3 separate regions of the Pan troglodytes genome follow, and all the other regions are linked to region 3. The links are chromatin contacts, called in public Hi-C maps. All regions are on one chromosome and are shown on one strand. The core of a region is the stretch at or near the end of the contact, and the rest is flanking DNA. Distances in the headings are between cores, read along the strand shown. Region 1 has its middle 200 kb from the start of ATP13A4. Region 2 holds the start of HES1 (hes family bHLH transcription factor 1). Region 3 has its middle 130 kb from the start of HES1.

The links. Hi-C and Micro-C count contacts between places; a contact is called where the count stands out from the background.
Region 1: a Hi-C map of induced pluripotent stem cells shows a contact between it and region 3, with 1.8 times the contacts expected there. The contact joins two enhancer-like sites. A contact is called at or near these places in 4 of 7 Hi-C or Micro-C datasets (blood, induced pluripotent stem cells and stem cell-derived neural progenitor cells).
Region 2: a Hi-C map of stem cell-derived neural progenitor cells shows a contact between it and region 3, with 3 times the contacts expected there. The contact joins the promoter of HES1 here to the enhancer-like site in region 3. A contact is called at or near these places in 2 of 7 Hi-C or Micro-C datasets (blood and stem cell-derived neural progenitor cells).

Annotation. Positions count from the first base shown.
Region 1 is chr2:196,965,347-196,969,387 of NHGRI_mPanTro3-v2.0_pri, reverse strand. No RefSeq gene overlaps it. Among named protein-coding and RNA genes, the nearest start is that of ATP13A4, 200 kb to the right of the region's middle. Within about 2 kb of position 1,582, at least 6 of the 24 cell types and tissues checked have an H3K27ac peak or open chromatin away from gene starts, as enhancers often do. A contact at or near this core is called in induced pluripotent stem cells and stem cell-derived neural progenitor cells, where this site is marked.
Region 2 is chr2:197,317,239-197,321,445 of NHGRI_mPanTro3-v2.0_pri, reverse strand. It overlaps HES1 (hes family bHLH transcription factor 1), which reads right to left and starts at 1,618. Exons shown (of 4, transcript XM_516956.7): 1 at 1,231-1,618; 2 at 1,006-1,101; 3 at 669-756; 4 at 1-34. The coding sequence starts at 1,338.
Region 3 is chr2:197,185,869-197,190,202 of NHGRI_mPanTro3-v2.0_pri, reverse strand. No RefSeq gene overlaps it. Among named protein-coding and RNA genes, the nearest start is that of HES1, 130 kb to the left of the region's middle. Within about 2 kb of position 2,857, at least 11 of the 24 cell types and tissues checked have an H3K27ac peak or open chromatin away from gene starts, as enhancers often do. A contact at or near this core is called in induced pluripotent stem cells and stem cell-derived neural progenitor cells, where this site is marked.

The sequences.
Region 1 (4,041 bases), core at 333-2,832, 220 kb after region 3:
CACAAAAATCATCAGCAGAACGAACTGATGGATTCATTCTTCTCTCCCTGAGTGCTAAGTCTGCAAAATGCCACATCTGGAATACAGATAGAAGATCTAAGGGATGTCAGCAAGAGGAGATCACTGGAAAATGGGGAGTACAGAGATAACATCAATTGGTAATGTGAAATCATCTAATAAATGGATTGGTGATTAATCACCAATTAACCACAAGTCCCAGGACAGATTTTCGAAAGGTGCTCAGAGTTATTGGGCCTACCCAATAAAAAATTATAGTAATCATGACCTGATTTAATTTTTTAACACTGTTTTACACTACTCTCATGGGATATTCAGGCCAAATGCAACCTCAAAGGGAGGAGTTGGGAGTGGTGGTGTGATGGTGTTGAAAACACTCTAGTCTGGGAAACAGAAGATGTGGGCTCTCTCCTAAGCTCTGCAACCAATTTGGTATGTAGACTTGTCAGAATGATGACCCTTTCCTTCCCCTTCTAGCCTCCTGTAAATCACAGTGGAACTAGGTGCTCCCTCAGGTTAGAGAACGTGTCCGGTTTTTCCATCTGCCTTTGCAATGCTTTGGCTGTTTCCCACTGACTTCTAACAAAAGGCCCTCTGGGTCTACTTAAACACTGGCCAACTAACAGAAGCACATTGTTGGCCAAAGCAAGGTTGACTGGTGACAACTGTGAAATGGGAGCTCTGAGAAAGAGAGGGCTCCATCAACTCATGAGCCAGGGTCTGCCCTTCCGTTTTGATGTTACAGTCACTGGAGATCATTGAACAGGTTAATCAAAGCCAGTGGTCCTGGGTTGGAGTTCCTTGCTCTGCCATTTTGTCTTTTGGTGCCTCAGGGCTCCCACAGATAAACTGAGGCAACACCTTTCAGCCAGGCTCCTGGACTGCATATTTGCTAAGCTGGCCACAAACACTGCTTGGCCTTCCTCGGAACCCAGTGGTGGGAAGCAGCCCTCTGCAGTGCAAGGAAGAAAACCAGGGATGTCCCCCACCCTCTGCCACCCACTGCCCAGTGCAAATACAGTGCCCATCCCTCAGCAGCAAGTAATTAAATGTTCCCGGGGTGGCCTGTAAATTCTTCACTTCTCTCTTTGGGAGGTAGAAAGGAAAGGAATTCCTACTGAATATTTCTCTATTTTTCTATCTGTGGGTGAATGTGGGTTGAGAGACTGTGTATGTGTAAGCATGGCCCCTCAACCCTGTGCCTTACACAACTAGGTATTTACACACCAGATGATCCCTGCAGGGAAAGGCAAGTCCCCAGCTGCTGTGGAATTTTAAGAGATCTTTCTGGAATGCCCTTATGGGATGTCTGGTTCTAATTGCCTCCATCAGCCAGAGCTGGCGAGCTGGCAGGAGCAATGAGAGGTGAAATTGAACAGATTCCAGTTCACATCAGACCCCCAGCCCTGCCAGAGTCCCCCCAGGGCCAGAAAAGAGAACAAACGTGGCCAAGACGGTGGGTGTGGTGTGGTGGAAAGAACACTCTGCTGGAAGTTGGAAGGCCCAGCCTGCGGCCCAGCCCTGCTGCTAACGCCCTGCCTCTCTTTGGATCCCTCACTTTCCTTCTCGGGCCTCCAGTTTCTCATCTGCTGAATGAATAGTGAGGACTGGCGGATCTCCAAGGCCCCTTTCTAGTCTAAGATTCAGTGACAGAAATGTCAAGCTCTCATTGCGGAGGGGAGACATTTTCTTCTGAACTTTAAAATCAGGTGCTCTGCATTTTAGATCTTTAAGAAGAATGGGGAAGGGGCGATTTCATTTCTACCCATTATAACCGACCCTTGTCCCAGCCCCAGCCCCATTCCTTCTTCTTGCTGGCTGGGGTGGCTGGAGGTCTGAGCGCTGACCCCGCCACAGAGGCAACAAGATCCCATAGTTCCTTAGTGCCCCCTATAGGCCCCAAAAGCAGTCACACTGAAACGGGAGTGTCCGTGAAGCCACCTTCTCCCCAGCAACACAGGGCTTCTTCTGCTGCAGAGCCTCAGAGTTTAGAGGCAGGTGACACAAATGGGCCCCTAATTTGTGATGAATTTCTTCTCTTTTGAGCCTGTTGTTGTTTTAAGGCTCAGACTAAAACCATTTAACCAATAGCCCCAGCAGGCTGGGATTTGAACACCTCACAGAGGGTCACCAAATAGCAAATACTTCTAGTCCTGCACTTGCCCCCCCCAGCCCCTGCCAGGCCCCTCGCCCCACTAACCCCTGCCACTGATGCTTGCACATCTCCAGTGACTGGGAGCTCTTTTCTCTCCAAGTCCATCTGGATCAGTTAGGAATTCTGTTTAGCTGGTAGTAAGAGTCCTAATCGGAGTGACTTTGCCAAATTGAGAGTTTATTTGCCCATCTAAAAGACATCTGTAGATAGGCTGCAGCCTACAAAATGATCAGTCATTACCAGAGCACGAGCCTCGCATCAGCCCTGTAACCTCATGGGCTACTGCAGAGTCCTCCGCAGAGGAATACGGGGAACGCCAAAGGCCAACACAGCGCTCTGCCCACCAAGTCGGGCCCCTTGAAGATCCACGTCATGACTTGTGCTTGCGTCTCGTTGGCCATCCTTGCTGCAAGCAGGGCTGGAAATGTAGCCCCATCACCACTCCAAATAAAACTGGAATCCGATACTAAGGAAGAAAGGGGGAATGGACACTGGTCAGCAAGGAACAGGCTCTGCCACACCGCCCGTGTGCCTTGAGAGAAGTACCGAATGGGGTGGCAGCTGTGTAGTTGCCTCTTCCGGATGCTAACCTCCCTCTGTCTGCAGAGCTTGTGCGCTGCCTCACCTGGGTGTGCTCACCTCATCCAAGAGAACTCCTTGCCTCCTCACGCAGGACCAGAGCCTTGCCAAGTTGGTTGGGAGAGATAGTATCTGCCAGATCACTCTCGACTGCAGATGATGCCAGGGAGTAAAACCTCCAACTTCCCCAGAGCCAGGCCTCTCTGGTACTTTCCTGAGAGAGAACCACCCCGGCTCACTTACAATGACCCAAGCCCAACTCCAACATGCTCCCCAACCCCCACCTCCCCACCCACCTCCAGCGCTCTCCGCCAGGTCTAGAACCAGTGGATATCTCTTGCCAGCAGCCTCTGGCAGCTTTCTCCCAGTCTCCCCGCCCCGTGGGGGAGATCCTCATTCCACGTTTTAATGCACACTCACTCCACAGACAGTTCATTGCTTTCTCTCCATTTGTTCTGCTAGGAGCCAAAGCCACTCACCAGTTCAAAGGAAAAAAAAAACTTTTCAATGTTTACATTTGATATTTAAAATTGTAGATGTAAAACACAGACAAAACTGACTTGGTGTTCTTAGTTTGGCCCAGCTAACACCACAGCTAACTTCTTTTCCTTCCTTCCTTCCTTCCTTCCTTCCTTCCTTCCTTCCTTCCTTCCTTCCTTTCTTCTTTCTTTCTTTCTTTCTTTCTTTCTTTCTTTCTTTCTTTCTTTTTCTTTCTTTCTTTCTTTCTCTCTTTCTTTCTTTCCTTCTAGACGGAATCTCACTCTGTCACCCAGGCTGGAGTGCAGTGGCGCAATCTTGGCTCACTGCAACCTCCGCCTCCCAGGTTCAAGCGATTCTCCTGCCTCAGCCTCCCAAGTAGTTGGGATTACAGGCGTCCGCCACCATGCCCAGCTAATTTTTGTATTTTTAGTAGAGACAGGGTTTCACCATGTTGGCCAGGGTGGTCTCGATTTCTTGACCTCATGATCTGCCCGCCTCAGGCTCCCAAAGTGCTGGGATTACAGGATTTTTTTTTTTTTTTTTTTTTTTTGAAATGAAGTCTTGCTCTCTTACCAAGGCTGGAATGCAGTGGCACAATCATAGCTGCTGCAGCCTCAACTTCCTGAGCTCAAGTGATCCTCCCCTCTTAGCCCTGAGTAGCTGGGACGACAGGCACATGCCCAGCTGACTTATTTACTATTTGTAGATATGGCGTCTCCATATGTTTCCCAGGCTGGTCTTGAACTCTTTCAAGAGACCTTCCCATAACAGCTAACTATTAATATTTAATCAGCTGGCCTCTGGTTTTC
Region 2 (4,207 bases), core at 369-2,868, 130 kb before region 3:
TTCCCCAGCACACTTGGGTCTGTGCTCAGCGCAGCTGCGGGCCAGAAAGAGGCAGACGGGTCACCGAACGGCCCTGGCCCCGTGGCCACTGCCTCCGCCCTGGGAGGTCCCTGTGGCGCGCCTCCCTGACCATGCGCCCGTGAAACTGCCTCCGGCAGGGAGGGTGAGATGGGTTTAGAAAAAACCAGCCACTTCTCCACACTAGCGTTGCTGCCAAAAGCCGAGCCACTCCTTCCCGATTCCCTGTAGCTGCATTTAAACCTATCTCAGCCCCAGATCTGTCACCCCCACCCCCGCGCGCGATGTGACCTTGGACAATGCCTCCCAATCCATCATCCAAGCCTCATTTCCCCTTCTGCAACGGGAAGGAGTGCTAAACCAGTGACCCCCAGGCTCCACGCAGTTCCAAACCGCCACAGTCGTAAGTCCTTTCGCCCCTACCCGCCGCCCGCCACCCTCGCGGCTGCAACCTCTTTCCCTCCCTTTCCGGAACAGTAACAACTTGGAGTTGTGGCTATAAATAAGCCCCAGACCGTGGGAACGCGAGAGTGAGCCAAGGCAGTAAAATGTAGCTGAATGCCTCTCACAACCACGGGCGGAAGTCTGGAAGAAATCACCGCGAGGCGAGCGGGACGCCCGCACAGGGGGACGCGGCGAGCCGCCCTCACCCGTCATCTGCGCCCGCTGCAGGTTCCGGAGGTGCTTCACTGTCATTTCCAGAATGTCCGCCTTCTCCAGCTTGGAATGCCGCGAGCTCTGCATAGGAGGAGGCAAGAAAGGAAAGTGAGCCCCGTGTCAGCTGCTTCAGAGTGCTGGGGGTCCCTCCTCCCGGCCACGGAGCGCAAGCATTATCTCTGGACCCCAGCGAATAAGGCCGGGCCCTCCCGCCTGGGAGAACGCAGTACCAGCGAGTGCCAGACCCCGCAGGGCGGGGGGTTTCACTCTTAGTAGCTGAGAAAGTGTTTGTTTTTTAATTAAAAGAGCGAGCAGCATTTCCCCACTTACATCTTTCTTCAGAGCATCCAAAATCAGTGTTTTCAGCTGGCTCAGACTTTCATTTATTCTTGCTCTTCGTCTTTTCTCCATAATAGGCTTTGATGACTGCAAATAAAAAAAAAGAGTTCTGTGTTCCCATGGAATCTGCCATCCCGGGGTTTCAAGACAGAAAGAAGCCCCCCAACCCCTACTTAATTTTGAGGGGCTGCAAAGAGATACAGGTACCGCCCTTACCTTTCTGTGCTCAGATGCTGTCTTTGGTTTATCCGGTGTCGTGTTGACACTGGCTGGGGTAGCAGCCACCGGGGACGAGGAATTTTTCTCCATTATATCAGCTGGCATTTTCCTTTTTTTTTTTTTTTTAATCTCTAGAGAATTTTATTTTTGGAGTTCTTCACGAAAAAGAATTTTTTGTTTGTGTCTCTTTTACTTGAGACTTTCACAAAACTACTGAGCAAGTGCTGAGGGTTTATTATATTTTGTGGCTACTTGGTGATCAGTAGCGCTGTTCCAGGACCAAGGAGAGAGGTAGACGGGGGATTCCGCTGTTATCAGCACCAGCTCCGGATCCTGTGTGATCCCTAGGCCCTGGCGGCCTCTATATATATCTGGGACTGCACGCGAACGGCTCGTGTGAAACTTCCCAAACTTTCTTTCCCACAGTAACTTTCAGCCAATGGGAGGAGGAGACACGCGGCACCGCTCGTGGACCGCGCCCCCCCATTGGCCGCCAGGCACAAGGTCTGGCGGCCAATGGCGCGCGCCTGAGCCCAGGGCACCGGAGGCTACAACGTCAATCAAAAGGATTTTAACCCTTTGCTACTCTCCCTCTGGGCTTTGGTTTAGAGATTTTTTTTTTCTTTCCGCTTTGGTTTTGATCTTGTCTATTTCTTTTGGAGCCAGGGTCTTTGCTCTTTATGCCCTCTCTCATATGTAACAGAGCTGCTTTGACTGTAGTAAGTTCATTTGAAACATATTTTTTTAAAGGTATAAACAATAAAGAAAAAAACAGCAGTGGTTAAAAGGGGGCGGGGGGGGGGGACGCGTGTAAGAGTGTGAGTTACCGACACATCTAAAGTTCCCGCTCAGACTTTACATTCAGGAGGGTGAAAGTGGATGGTAAAGGAAAAGGGCCAAAAAAATTTTACTGTTTCCATGCAGAAAAAGGAAAAATTGCCTTCTACCTTACAAATACAGGTTTTTCGGAGCAAGGTAGTTCTTGAATCCCTTCCCCACCCCACCCCCACCCCGTCTTTCCGAAATTCCTCTTCTGGATTTGGGGCCTTAGACCCCGGGCTTCCCCAGGAAACAATCAGAATAATTTGCAACTGGGTGGAAGGAAACGGTATTTCAAATGAAAAAATGAGCAAGGGGGGCTCCGAGGGCAATGCCTCAGGGACTCGCGCCCTCCTTCACCACCCTTTCCCTTTTCATCCGTAGGCTTTAGGTTCTGCGGCGCGTTGAGGTGGCGGGCAAGGAAGCAGCCTCTCCCTCCTCGCCCCGCGGGCGGCCTCGGCCCCCGGCGCCCGCGGGCCCTTTAAGAGCTACACCAGCCGAGCTGCAGTTTGACATCAGCCGGCCGGCGTGGGCGCGCCTGGAGCCGGAGCACGTGCCAGGATGTTTTATTGCCGCCGCGGCTGCGGCCGGGCCGGGAGGATGTGTGTGTGTGTGCGTGTGTGAGTGAGTGTGTGTGCGCGCGCCCCGGGGGCAGGGAGGCGGGGGGCGGCGACGGGCGGCGGAGAGCGGGGGCCGGTTCCTGGTCCCCGGGAGAAGCCAAGAAGGTAAATAGCAGCTGCTGTGCTCGAGCCTGGGAAAACCCCGCCCCCTGCGCCTGGCCCGGGCTCATTGGCGCGCGCTGCGTGTGGGGTGTGTGTGTGTGTGTCCGGGGCCCCCTCCTCCGGCCCCGCCGGGCCAGGAATCCGAGGGGGCGGCGGGCTGGGAGCCGAGCCCCGGCGCTTACCCTCTCTCCCCACCCCCGCCTCCCCAGGCCAAGGTCAGCTCTTCCGGGCGGGGAGCGCACACCCGGGGTGGAGAGTGGGGAATTCTTCCAACCCCCGCCTCCCCACCCTCACTTTCGGGCTTGGGGTTTTCACTCGGCCGAAAGCCGCATTCGCAACAGCCCGGGGGCGAGGTGGGGGCCTCCAAGTTTGCTCCTCGCCCCCGCCCTCCCGCCGCGGGGCCCTGGGCGCCCGCCGCGGTCACGGGATGCCTGACCGCACTTAGGAAGCGGCCGGGTCAGCCTCCTGCCTCCGCTCGGCGACTGCGGTTAAAGCGGCTTCGCGCCGCCCGCCCCTTCCCCGGGTCCCGGGCGGCCGGGCCGCTCCCCCTCACTACGCCCGGGAGGCCGCCGGCGGGCGGCCGGGAGGAGGCGGGCGGCGCGGGCGGCTGCGTGCTGCCTGCTGGCCGGGCCGCGCGCCGGGAGGAGTCGCCGCCGCCGCCGCCGGGTGCCACGTGGCGGGCGCCGGGCCGGGAGCGCCAGGGCTCTGGCGGCGGCCTCCCTGGGGGATTTGCCGAGCCGGGCGGGCGGCGCGCACTGCCTGGGCCGGCCGGCCGCCTCCTCCGCCTCCCTCCCGCCTGCCCGGGTCGCCGGCCCCCGTGCCCCCACCGCCCCTCCGCCCTTCCCGCCGCCTGGGAGCTCGGCTCGCGGCTCCGGGCAGCCCGGGAGCCCAGCGTCTTGTTTGATGTGGCCTCCCGCCCCCTCAGCCCTTCCCGCGTCCCGGAGGCCTGGCGCACGGTTCTCAGACACTTCATTCCTTCCTGCCTCCCAGCTCCCCACTGAGATAACGTTGTCAATGATTTCGCCCGATCTCGTCCCGGGTGAGATTCAGTGGTTCCTGACTCTGGGTGACCTTGGGCAAGCCCCCTCTCTCTTTCATTGTGGAACACACGCGCAGTGTCAGACACTGTGTTAAACCGTGGGATTTCCACGGTGAGAGATACAGTGGCGGCCTGCAAGAAGTTGACAGTAAACTGCGGGGGCAGACAGACGCTGATTTTCTGATATGATGACTGGACATTCCTTTATTTTTCCTTTCTTTTCTGAGTTAGGTGGTGGCTTGAGAGATCAGGAGGACAGAAACAAAATATGAAACCACACTTGTATGGATAATAGTATTGCTGGTCTACCTGGGTTTACAGCAGTGAGTAAGACCGTTATTGCTCTCTGGAAGCCAACAGTCTAGAGATACATATAAACGTGTACAGCTGACAT
Region 3 (4,334 bases), core at 1,608-4,107:
TCCCTTTATTTTACTGGTGATATTTGCAGAAATTGCAGTTAGGTTCCTTGCACCAAATGGATGATTCTATTTAATATATTACTGATACATTAAAAGCTTTTAGTTTTTAACTGATATATCAGGAGCTTTTCCCCCAAACTCAACGTTTTGTTTCAGTGGGTTTATTTCTCAAGTACCGCAACCTACTCTGGGAGAAAGTAGGACTCTTTGGAAAGTTGCATTGGCTTTTAAAACCACAAGGGGATCATTTGGTGTGTTCCTGCCCCAGCAATTATTACCCTTTGAGAGCCTGCAGAGCTACCTCCAGCCTTCCCTTTGGTCTCCGTGGGGACTCATTACATTTCTAACAGTCAAGTATGAAAACTTACAGTGCTGGCTTACCAGAAGGGTTTGCTTTGGGAATTTCACAGACAGGGCTGCTTCTGTCTTGTAAAGAAATTTATGTCTCATGAAGCAGAATAGGGAATGACTGTGGCAGATGATAGTAATAGAACTGCATCAATATTACATGTCTGCCAGGCAGAGAACCAATACGTTTTAACAGCACAGGTCTGTGTAGCCTCTTCCTTCTCTTCCACGAAGCTGGCTGGGAGTGAGTGCTATATCCTCTTCACAGTTTAGAAAACAGAGGCTCAACATTTTAATATTCTCCAGAGCAGAGGTTCTTAACAGGACCCTTAGGTGGGGCTTCAGGGGTCTTTGAACACCTGAAATGACCTGCAAAGACAAGTATATATTTGTAAGTCCATAGGAGCGTGGGGGTGTGATTTTCATCAGATTCTACAAAGCTCTGTGACTCTGAAAGTTTCAGAACCACTACACTAGGGCTTCTCTTCTTTGTAAAATAATTGGCAGGTTAGTCCAATTATTTTCACATTCAGGTTTATCTTTTTTTTTTTAATGTGTTTTCTCCTTTTTTCCCTTAGTTGCTGACCTCCATAACAGCAGACAAAATTGGAAGCAAGAGTGATTTTGGAGGAGTCACACTTAGATGTTTCCCTTACCTATTTCTGTTCTGGAAATTTAAAAATCTTACTTCTCATGACAGTCCTACATGAAAAATTAAAAATCACAAGGATTCACGGATGGAAAACTGAGACTCAGAGAATGATCACATTCACATCGTAATAAATCAGCAATAGAGTGAGTGATTGTTCCTTGGTAAGAAATCAACTCTAAACTCAGTTGGAAACCTTTGCCAATATTACTTAACACATGACAATCTGGTGTGACTCATTTTTCTTGACATTATGCAAATAAAGGAAACAAGACTGAGTGGCCTTCTGTCCGGAGAGCAGGAAATGAAGGCTGTCTGGGGCCACATGTTTCCTGGGACATGTGGTGTCAGAAATGGGTACTAGAAGAACCAGGCCTTTGTTCATGTCTTTTATTTCTTATTTTTATTTTTTTTTAGATGGAGTCTCACTCTGTCGCCCAGGCTGAAGTGCAGTGGCACTGTCTCGGCTCATTGCGACCTCCGCCTCACTGGTTCAAGCAATTCTCCTGCCTCAGCCTCCCGAGTAGCTGGGATTATAGGCGCTCGCCACTACACCCAGCTAATTTTTGTATTTTTAGTAGAGACATGGTTTCACCATGTTAGCCAGGCTGGTCTAGAACTCCTGACTTCGTGATCCACCCGCCTCCGCCTCCCAAAGTGCCGGGATTACAGGCGTGAGCCACCGTGCCTGGCCGCCATTGTTCATTTCTATTTCATGAGTGATCGGCTCTTGTTGGCCATGGCTGGAGGAGTCAGCTCCCAAAATCCACACTCTCTAGGAGTGCTGAACCATAAATAATCTATCAGGACTCCTAGGTTCCTCTCTCTCTAGAGCTGCAACCAGAAGTTCCTTCCTTCCCGGCCCTGCTTCCCACTAAAGGAAACATTTGACTTTTGGGGATGAGATGTTTCAAGCCAGCCAATCCTTCTCACAGGAAGCAGAACCCCAGCCACCATGGAGCTTATCCTTGGGGCACAGAGAAACACTGACCTAATGCTGTAATCAAGTACTGGATTTTATTTTTAAATCTTTTTACCTCACAAGCTGACTTTATTCTGGCTAGAGGGCTCCTGAACCTCTGTAACCTCCCCAGGAGGTAATTTCCAGTGCTAATCTCGCTAACGAGGTGTCAGTTACGGAAATGGCCCACGCCCTGGTTTCTTCTAAGTGGACATTACAGTGTTTCTTCAGAGGGGCCTGTGCTGGGACACCTCGGAAATGGAAGAATTTATAGCAAGGATGTTATTTCTCACTAAGTGAGCAGAAGAGCCGGAAGATCTCTTTAGAGATCATTAGAAGGATGGGGAAACTGAGGCTCAGAGAAGGGCAGTGGTTGCCTGAGGCCACAGAGCTGAGTGGCAGCAGGGTTGGGTTAGAGACTGGACCTTGTGGCGGAGCTGGCCTGCTTTGGGCTGTTCCACACACCCCTGACATTCTAGATTGTTTCATGTTCCTGGAATCATCCTCAAACTCTACTCCCCAAAATTGTACCATAGATTAACTTCGGGCACCCCCCAAGTCAAAACTTCAACAGCTAAGGGACACGGATCATGCGGCCTGCTGAACACGCCATCAAGTGGGGCAAAGTCTTCTTTCTTTGTGATCAGGGTATGCACTCTCCCTTGGCCTCTGAATAAGCTGTACCCAGGGTTCCTCGATGACTCAGCTGCAGCAGGCTATCCACCACACATGTCCTTGGCCACCACGGCGGGAACCGGGCTCACCATCACTTACCACTTGAGATGTCAAACCACCCCCCTCCTAACCCAGCCCCCACTGCGGCCTCCCTGCCCTGCTCCAGCCTCGGTCTGTTGTGCAAGAGCCAGAGGGGACTTACGATCACGGAGCCACACGCCCAGGCCCAACCCAGGCCCAGGAGCTCCACCCTAGGGAAACGCCTAAGTCAGAACAGAGCACTCCTAACTCCCGGGGCAAGGAGGGGAGGCCAGGCAGCCAGAAGGAAACTCCTGAGCTTTTTACGGAATGCATAAGACAAAAGGTGAGGGTCTCCACGTAGGGAAAGAACGCATTATTATTTACGGCCTTGGTCTGGAGAGGAGAACATGCTGCTCTTTGCAGCCCGGCGTGTGATTCATTTCCCCCGGGAGCTGCAGGGCCGAGGCAGGGCGTGCGCTCCGGCAGCCTCCGGACAGCCGCGCACTCCCGCCCGCTCGTTTATTTATGGTGCTTTATCAGCGGCTGTGCACCGCGGCGATAAAGTTTATGAAAAGAGGCGGCGTCTCCGGCCGGCGGGCTGGGCCCGGCGCTCCTTTCCCACACTGATTAGGATCAGCCAGGGCTTTGGAAGCTGCAGTTAAGGATCTCGGGTGCCCGGAGCCTCGGCTCCCCCTTCCTGCCCCGCCCGCGGGCTGGCCGGCTGCTGGCCCGCGTGGGAGGCGAGGTCAGGGCTGCGGCCGCGGCCCTTCCCCTGGGAGCCGGAGGGAGGAGGGAGGAGGAGGAGAGAAGCCGCCCTGCGGGGGAGGGAGCTCCAAGGCCCCGGGAAGTGGGAAAGCCAGAGAAAAATACCGTCCAAATATAAATGGGCAAGTCCCCACGTTAAGAGATGAACGAGAATTTTTTATTTTTTGAGACAGAGTCTCGCTCTGTTGTCCGGCTTGGAGTGCAGTGGTGAGATCTTGGCTCACTGCAACCTCCGCCTCCGGGGTTCAAGGGATTCTCCAGCGTCAGCCTCCCGAGTAGCTGGGATTACAGGCGCCCACCACCACGCCTGGCTAATTTTTGTATTTTTAGTAGAGACAGGGTTTCACCATGTTGGTCAGGCTGGTCTCGAACTCCTGACCTCAGGTGATCCACCCAACTCGGCCTCCCAAAGTGCTGAGATTACAGGCGGAACAGGAATTTAATAGGAATTTTTCTCCTCTGAAGGCGGTGCACCGTCTCCTCTCCCCCATTTACTTTCCTACAGTCCTTTCTCCTTTCCTGTCATTTCACCTGCATTTACTGTGTCTTTGCATTAAGGCTTGATTCATTTTGTCCCTTTTCATAGCCATGTTTTGTTCAGTCCTTCAGAAGATAGAAATTGAACACCTGACTTGTGGACAGCACCTCTAAACACTGCAGAGAGAGATTCAGAGATGAATAGCCCTGGCCCTTAGGGTTCTTGCGGTCACAAGCACCTTCCAGTAAGAGCAGCCCATGGTTATGAGTAACAAGAGCAGACACTACGGCAGGCACTTGCTTTAGGGACATTGCCTTGTTTCATCCTCACGGTGACTTCAGGAGGACAGTGCCATCGTTACGCCGTTTAACATGGTAAAACTGAGGCCCAGAGAGGGGAGTGCCTTGCTTCAGATGACTCAGCAACGCAGTGGCTGA